Regions from separate parts of the Zea mays genome. Here region 1 is linked to region 2. A link is a contact called in public Hi-C data. All regions are on one chromosome and are shown on one strand. Each heading gives the region's core, a stretch centred on a gene start, on an enhancer-like site or on the middle of the called end of the contact. The rest is flanking DNA. Distances are from core to core; before and after follow the strand shown.

Region 1 (4,101 bases), core at 1,298-3,797, 490 kb after region 2:
GACGACACTGTGGATGGGTGTAACACCCCGTCCAATCCCTGGACCGACGGTACTTACTCCTGGTAGCTCTCTAGGATCATATATCGTCCCCACAAACCAACACAGGTCTTTTGTGCACACTTTGTCCTCACTCATGCGCACCCGAGAAGACTTCCCAGTCGGTCACCCATCCCAAATTGCTCCAAGCCAAGCACGCTTAACTTGGAGGTTCTTTTGAGATAGGCTTCCGAAAAAGAAGATGCACCTTGTTGGTATGAATACTCTATTGATTCTATTAAGCCTTGGGCCAGGAAATCACCATCCCAGGGGTCAAGATATCACAATTAGGCCTGGGCATTCGGTTTTAACCGAGAAATCGGTTCGGTCTTTTCGGTTTTTGCAAATTCAAAACCGAATTAGTGTACTAGCGTACAAGAACCGAGAGTTCGGTTTCCTGAAATTTCGGTTTGGTTTTTTAGATGACCGAACAGAACCGAAAATCACAATCAGGCACTGCTGCATACGGTACAATCAGGCACAGAAACATCACAATCAGGCACTAGAAGCAACCATAATAGTTCACAAGCAGCAGCCGAGCAGCTGTCGTCGGGCGAGCGGCGGAAGACGGTGAGGGGGAGCGTTGGAGCAGGCGAGTAGCCGAGCAGGAGCAGCTATCGTCGTCGTCGCCGACTCGTCGGGGTCTCGGGGCTCGGAGGAGCAGCTGTCGTCGTCGTCGGGGTCTCGGGGCTCAGGCTCGGGGGACAGAACCGCAGAAGCTACGGTCTCCAGCAGCCGAGCAGGGGAGTTTGTCACCGGCTCACCGCCTCACCGGTGCGAGTGCGCCGCGCTGCCGCCTGCCGCCGTGCCGTGAGCCCACGTCGCCATCTGTTGCTGCCTGGCTCTAGCTGGAATGCTGGATAGGGTTTGTTCGGTGGTGAATTGGAGCCGTGGCCCGTGGGTGACTGGATGCATGCTGATGGGCCGTAGAGTGAATATGGCCTATGGGCTGAAATGCTGAATGGTTAAATCAGTTAATCAGATGCAGATGTTCGGTCCGATCGGGTAACCGAGGTAAGAAACCGAAGAACCGGACCAAATATCGGTTTATAGCAACTGGGAACCGAATATACAACCGAGAACCGATATTTCGGTCTGATCGGTTTCGGTTTCGGTTTAATCGGGTTCGGTTTTCGGTCTCGGTTTTTTTGCCCAGTCCTGATCACAATCCACCCCCCTTAGAAGACCGACGTCCTCTTCGGTCAACCCCAATCCAGGAACCTCCCCTCTCTAGCCACGTCTGTGTGTCTAGTGTCGTCATATGCCATGCCATGTGACCACTCCGGGCCCACATGCGCCATGCGCCATATACCCAAACCCCCTAGCCCACACACGCCCGTGAAACCTTGAGGGTCGGCTCTGATACCACTTGTACCACCCCGTCCAATCTCTGGACCGGCGGTACTTACTCCTGGTAGCTCTTTAGGATCATATATCATCCCCACAAACCAACACAGGTCTTTTGTGCACACTTTGTCCTCACTCATGTGCACCCGAGAAGACTTCCCAGTCGGTCACTCATCCCAAATTGTTCCAAGCCAAGCACGCTTAACTTGGAGGTTCTTTCGAGATATGTTTCCGAAAAAGAAAATGCACCTTGTTGGTATGAATACTCTATTGATTCTATTAAGCCTTGGGCCAGGAAATCACCATCCCAGGGGTCAAGATATCACAATGGGGATGGTGTCATGTGGGCACGGAGGGGTGCAACAGTCCTGGAATGGTGGGCGTGGCGAGAGGGGGGTGGAGGCATGGTGTACCCCTATGGACGTCCACGTTACATCCTTATAGAGTAGTAGATATATGGCTTCGTTTGACCGGAGACTGCAACCAACGGTTAGAATAACCCGATCAAGGACGCGGTTAGACAGTTAGAATTAACCTTATTCCGATTCTTGTTAATCGGCTAGTGTAAAGTACACATGCCAACACTTTCATGCTTCACATTGACGAACGTGTTGTCATTGCAACCACCAGCAAGTCAGCAATCAGGGGAAAAGCTCAAAGCAGCCAGTAGACTAGGTCCCTGTTTGTTTCGGCTTTTCGCAGCTTCTGGCCACCAAAAGCTGCTGCGGACTGTCAAACACTCAGCTTTTCAGCCAACTTCTATAAAATTCGTTTGGGTAAAAACATTCAAAATCAACATAAACATATAATCGGTTGAGTCGTCGCAATAGTAGTAATACGTCACTTTATAGATCCTGAGCCCCATGGACAACTTTATCTTCCTTCACACGTAATCCTAATGATAATCAGATTCTCTACATAGCCAGATTCTTTCCACAGCTAGATTGTCGGAAAAGCTGGTTAGAAAAAACTGAACCAAACAGCCAATAGACACTGAGCGATCATGTGGCACGTGTAGCGCTGGGACAGGCCCACCGCCGCCACCTCGACGCCGAACGGCCGAAGAGCCACTGCCAGTGCCACACCACACGCCGATTCTCTGAACACCAATCTGCGCAATCCCGGCAAAATCCCAAACCCTGCCTCGTCGTCGCACCGCCTCCACTCGTCCCGGATCAACCACCTCCTCGGTCCGCAACCACAACCACACCCGCCCTCCCGCTCGCCGCAGCCAGAACCAGCTCCAACCCAACCAGAACCAGCTCGCCCCGGCCGCCGCGACCGTCCCCCCTCATCGACTCGAGGCAACGAAGCGGCCGGATGGGAGCAGCAGCCTGACCCTGACGCGATGAGCCCGCCCGCCATGCTGCTGCCCGTCTGCTCCGCCGCGCCCAGCTGCTCCCCCCTCTGCCCGGTGCGGCCTCGCCCTTCACGTGACCAGACCCAAACCCACATCCGCCGGCGATCAGCCGGTCCGCACCGGTCTTATCCAATTTGCCGCTTTCCCGGGCGCTGACTGCCCTTGTTGCTCGGCAGGTGACGGCCTCGCACGTCGTCGCGCGGGTGGCGCGGAGGGTGGACGTCGGCGCCGCGCTCAGGTCCTACGCCGACTCGCTCGTCGCGCAGGTGCCCGACCGCCCGCCGCTCGCCGACTCCTCCATACTCTCCCCCTACATCGCCGCGCCGGACGACATCGCGCGAGCCTTCGGCGCCCCCGCCTCCGAGCTCCCGCCGCTCCCCAGCGCCGACCCCAGCCCTGGGCTATGTTGCACGGGCACCGACCAGCCGCTGGCGGCAGTCGCGGACCTGGCCGCAACTGCCGTGGTCAACTCGGCTCCCACCGACGCCGCGGAGCGGGCCCTGTCGGACGCGCCGTTCCCCAGCACGTTCCCGTCTGACGCGTCCGAGGTCGAGGACTCCGTGGCCAGGCTCATCGATAAGGTCGGCAAGCAGGTCTTCCAGGCGGAGGACGCGCTCACCGAGGCCTACGACAAGCTGAGGCTGTCCGCGTACGACGCGCTCGGTGCGTGGAGGAAGACGGTGCGCGACGCGATAGGTGGGCTCAAGGCGTCGGTCGACGCCGGTAAGCAACAGGCCGCCGGAGGGGTCACGGATGCTTCCGGCGCGTTGCACGAGAAGGTGGCCGGAGCTGGGACTGTGGCTGTTGATGTTCTCAGGAAGGCGATTGTTGCAGCAGAGGATTCACTGGGCAGTGCTGCCACATTCGTTGTGTATTCTTATGGGTCGGCGAAGGAGTCTCTACCACCAAATGTTAGAGATCTGTTGAGCTCGTCTGAGGAGAAAGCTAGTCTAGTCTTGAGACCAATCGGAAATGCTCTGCAACAGGTATGTACGTTGGACTAAGACCCTAACTGTGTCACTTGTTCTGATCATTAACTCCACCACTGTTCTCAGTGGGATGCTAAACATCTAGACATGTCTAGTTGTATGAATGTTCCACTGAGAAGTTCATTGTTGAAGTAACCACTAATAAATTTACTGAGTCCTGTGATTCAGGTCTATGTAGTTGTTGAAGGTGTTGAGAAGAATGTTGGTTTGGATCCAAGTGATCCTATTGTTCAATTGGCAGTTGTGCTTGGAGGTTCAGTGACAATAGGGTAAAGGAAGATTTCTTTGTTTTGCCTACCAAACCTCTAGTTGCAGCTTATTTTTAAACCTTCTAATTCTGGCTACATTGTAGGACAACGTACTGGCTCT
Region 2 (4,004 bases), core at 861-3,360:
CGCATCCTCCGCCGTCCAGCCTCGTCATGCCGGCTGGCCTCATCCCCGTCGGCCGCCGCCCCAGCAACGATGCCTGGCCGTAGCTGTATTTCTCATCCCGCGGTACAGGCCCCAGCCATGACGCTTGTACCGTTCCCAAGCAGGTAATCCAATTTGCTTCACAATCTACATCATGGTATGTACACATTATCAAATCTGCATGGGAACCCAATTTCCATCATGGCACGCAATAGAAAATGCTAGTGCAACATGAGAAAGTCTGGACTGATGCACTAATGCAGTTTTTATCTTAAAATCTGGACTAATGTATTTCTCACATTTTCACTTGTTTCACCGAATCTCGGTCGGTCCCAGACTGCAAGTGCCAAATGCTTTCCCATCTCCTCCCGCGCCACCATCACCGCCGCCTCCTCCAAATCCTGTCCAGGGCCGCCGCCGCCCCAGATGTTGACCTCCACCAGAGGCTGTGCTCTTCGTCTGCAGCGTCGAGCACGAGCCTGTCGATATGGTGGCGGAAGAAGGAGATGGGCAAGGAGGGCCTCATGGCGGTGGCGCTGCTCAAGCGGCTCGCAGCTCTGCCCCCGGTGGGGTGTCACCCGCGCCTGGAGCAGTTCATGCGTTCGCACGTGTCGCAGCTCCTCCGTACCGACCTCCTCGCCGAGCTCCTCCGCCAGGACCATGCCAGCCTCTCAATGAAGGTTTAACACTCCTATCCCAATAAAATCCACATGCTCTAATGTTCAGTTCACAAGTACTCCCTCTGTTTTGTCGCGTTCAATTTTGCACTATCCAGCGACAACTAAAAAGAAACAGAGAAAATATACTGTATAAAGTTGATATGATATTGATGTATTGCCTGCCGGATATATTACTTTTTAGGTTGTTTGTCGTTGCCACTCGCTAGAATACTCCGCCATTTGTTGCACTCGCTTGATTGCCCTATTTAGCTAGCGCGTAGTAGATGAAATACCTCTATATAGCTGTTGATCTGTTTTCTTTAGACCCAATAATTCGACATACCACTATTAAGGTTTATTTAGTTCCTTTAGTCTGAGGACTAAAGTTTAGCTAGAGGACTAAAGTTTAGTCCATACCATGTCTGATTCTAAGGACTAAAAATATTCAGAACACATTAAATGAATCATAAGAGGACCAAAATACCCCTTAACATTCTCCGGTTCAATTGAAATAAAAGAGGGACAAATGTGGAATCAATATGGTTTAGTCTCTTTTAGTCACTCCTTGATGGACTAAAGACTAAGATAGTTTAATCTCTGTTTTAGTCTTACCGTTTTACAAATTTATGGACTAAATGAGACCAATCAAACGGGACTTTAGTCTATTACCTTCCTACAACCTGTTCATTTGGATTTAGTCCATATTGGTTTCTACTCCCTCCATCCACAATTATTTGTCGTTCTCACTTTTCGATGAGTAAAATACTTTTAATTTAGACCACATTTATGTACGAAAATATTAATATTTATAATACATAATTAGCACTCCATTCGTTCATAAATATATGACAACATTAACTTTTTAAAAAAAACTTTGAAGACTTGTTTTATTCAAAAAACTTTAGTTATCGTTTATTTTATTGTGATTTGTTTTATCACTTAAGGTTGTTTAAGTGTGACTTAAAATTTTACTTTTTTAAATAAATATTTTGAATAAGATGAGTGATCATAGTTTTGAAAAAAAAGTCAACGACGTCATATATTTGTGAACAGATGTAGTATTATTAGATAATTTTTTAAATCTATTTTTAGTAAAATTATTTGAAGATATAAATATTGCTAATATATTCTATAAATCTTGTTAAATTTAAAAAAGTTTTGACTGACACACGAATACTATTGCGACAACATGCTATTCTATTCTATTCTATATATTCTATTCTATATATAAAGAGCTATTCTATTATATTCTATTCTATATATAAAGAGCGGGGAGCAAAGCTGTGATTCCGTAGAGCCACGTCATTTTATAATTTTTAGCCGTTCGATTCTATCTCAATGACCAGAGAGCAAACACATGACATTCTTCACCCTACACCAAATTCTTCTGGACACTTCTAACTGTCGCGAGGGCCATTGGGGAACTCCCATCCCTGTGTTGATAGGGCCATAGCGGAGCGGCTGGCGGGTGGCGGCTGCTGCATACCGGTTTAGGGTTTGGCTTTGGGGCCTTGGGGGCGGCGGCTGTGTGGCGGCTACGGGCTGCTCGCCTAGTCGACTGCTCCTCTGCTCGCGCGGACCAGGAGCCTGCTCGCCTGCTTCTCTACTGTGTGGTGGCTGCGGGCTTCTCGCGCGGACCAGGAGCTGAGGCACCGAGCAGGGGCAGCCGGCCGTCACTTCTGCCGGCGCAGGGGCCACATGCGGGCGGCCGGGCAAGCAGGCGCAGGGGGCCGGGCAAGCAAGCAGTGCAGCAAGCAGGCGCAGCGCAGGCGGCCGGGCAAGCAAGCAGCGCAACAAGCAGGCGCATGGGGCCAGGGGCCACACGTGACCAGCAGCCAGCAAGCAGCGCAGTCGCAGCCCGGCAGTCTATGGTGAGCCTCGCGTTTCCAATTCCATGGTTTATGTTTATTGTTTGACACCGAGAAAATTATAGTGTCTAGAAAGTTTCATAATTCATAGTGATTAGTGTTATCTCCGGCCCTACCCTTAGAAGTATCCTGGCTCCGCCACTGCCCCGGCAGGTTCACGCCAGGCGGACTGCCACATCTCGCCGAGCAGGTACTTCCGCTGAGCCGCTAATGCCGTGTTCGCTGGGCTTAAGCTAGCTGCAAGATTTACCATATTACCTTTTCGAAATTCAAGCTTTGTGATTTTGGTTTAGCAAAGCGAGTGTCGGATCTGTGCTTTATTGGATGAATCTAACTATGGCTTTAGGAAGGGACTGGTTGTTTAGATCGATCGGTGCAGTCCCGCAGATTGGGATCTGCATGGTTACTCTATGCTTGCTTCAAATTAGATTACATCTGTGGATTGAGTCTTCAACATTTGTGTAACCCTTTTTATCTTCTGGTCATTAAATGCACTGTTACTTTCATTTCAATTATATAATTCACAATTGGTTTCATGTTTTTTTGAGCTGATGTTGGATTTGTATGATTTACAATTAGTTTCATGTATATGAGCTAATTCATAGATCAATAGTCAAATTTTATATTCCTGATTAGTAATGAATTCTGAAAAAACAATGGACTAAGTATAAATTTATACACCTGCATAAGTGAAGCAAGCACTTATATCATTGTCAGATACAACAGACCTAGCTAATCTTGGAAATGGTCTTCAACATTTGGGGTAACCCTTTTATCCTTTGGTCATTTAATGTTTTTTTATCGAAATGGTCATTTAATGTGTTGTTACTTTGAACTGTATAATTTACAACTGGTCATTTAATGTTTTTAAGATGATGTTAGATTTCTATGATTCACAACCCCTTTCATGTCTCTTAAGGGAATGTTATATTTGGTTTTCTACGCGTGCAGGGCACGCATCAGTTACTAGTTGGTGGATAGAGTAGTAATGTTTATACAGTATAGTGCTTCTCTCTCTGTAGATTGCAGATTGCAGCTGCAGAAGCGAACAGATCTGCCAACCTCGGCTCTAATCCACGACATCTCTGCTTCGCGCCGCCGTCCAGCTTCGTCCTGCCAGCCGACCTCATCCCCGCCGGCCGTCGCCCCAGCCACGACGCCTGGCCGTACCTGTATTTCTCATCCCGCGGTACAAGCCCCAGCCGAGACGCTTGTAGCCTTGTACCGTCCCCGAGCAGGTAATCCAATTTGCTTCACAATCTACATCATGGTATGTACAAATTGTCAAATCTGCACGGGAATCCCAATCTCCATCATGTTACACAATAGAAAATGCTAGTGCAACATGAGAAAGTCTGGACTGATGCACTAATGCAGTTTTTTATCTTAAAATCCGGACTAATGTATTTCTCACATTTTCACTAGTTTCACCAAATCCCGGTCGGTCCCAGACTGCAAG

The links. A called contact is a pair of places that touch in the nucleus more often than the background predicts.
Region 1: a contact with region 2 is called in a Hi-C map of bundle sheath, with 1.8 times the contacts expected there. The contact joins the promoter of LOC100501574 here to the promoter of LOC100217295 in region 2. A contact is called at or near these places in 5 of 25 Hi-C or Micro-C datasets (bundle sheath, ear, endosperm and 2 more).

Annotation. Positions count from the first base shown.
Region 1 is chr3:172,891,819-172,895,919 of Zm-B73-REFERENCE-NAM-5.0, forward strand. LOC100501574 (Rhodanese/Cell cycle control phosphatase superfamily protein) reads left to right here and starts at 2,548. Exons shown (of 13, transcript NM_001196265.2): 1 at 2,548-2,797; 2 at 2,920-3,729; 3 at 3,901-4,001; 4 at 4,085-4,101. The coding sequence starts at 2,732.
Region 2 is chr3:172,404,202-172,408,205 of Zm-B73-REFERENCE-NAM-5.0, forward strand. LOC100217295 reads left to right here and starts at 2,111. Exons shown (of 5, transcript NM_001359581.1): 1 at 2,111-2,548; 2 at 2,668-2,735; 3 at 3,568-3,783; 4 at 3,971-4,004. The coding sequence starts at 2,483.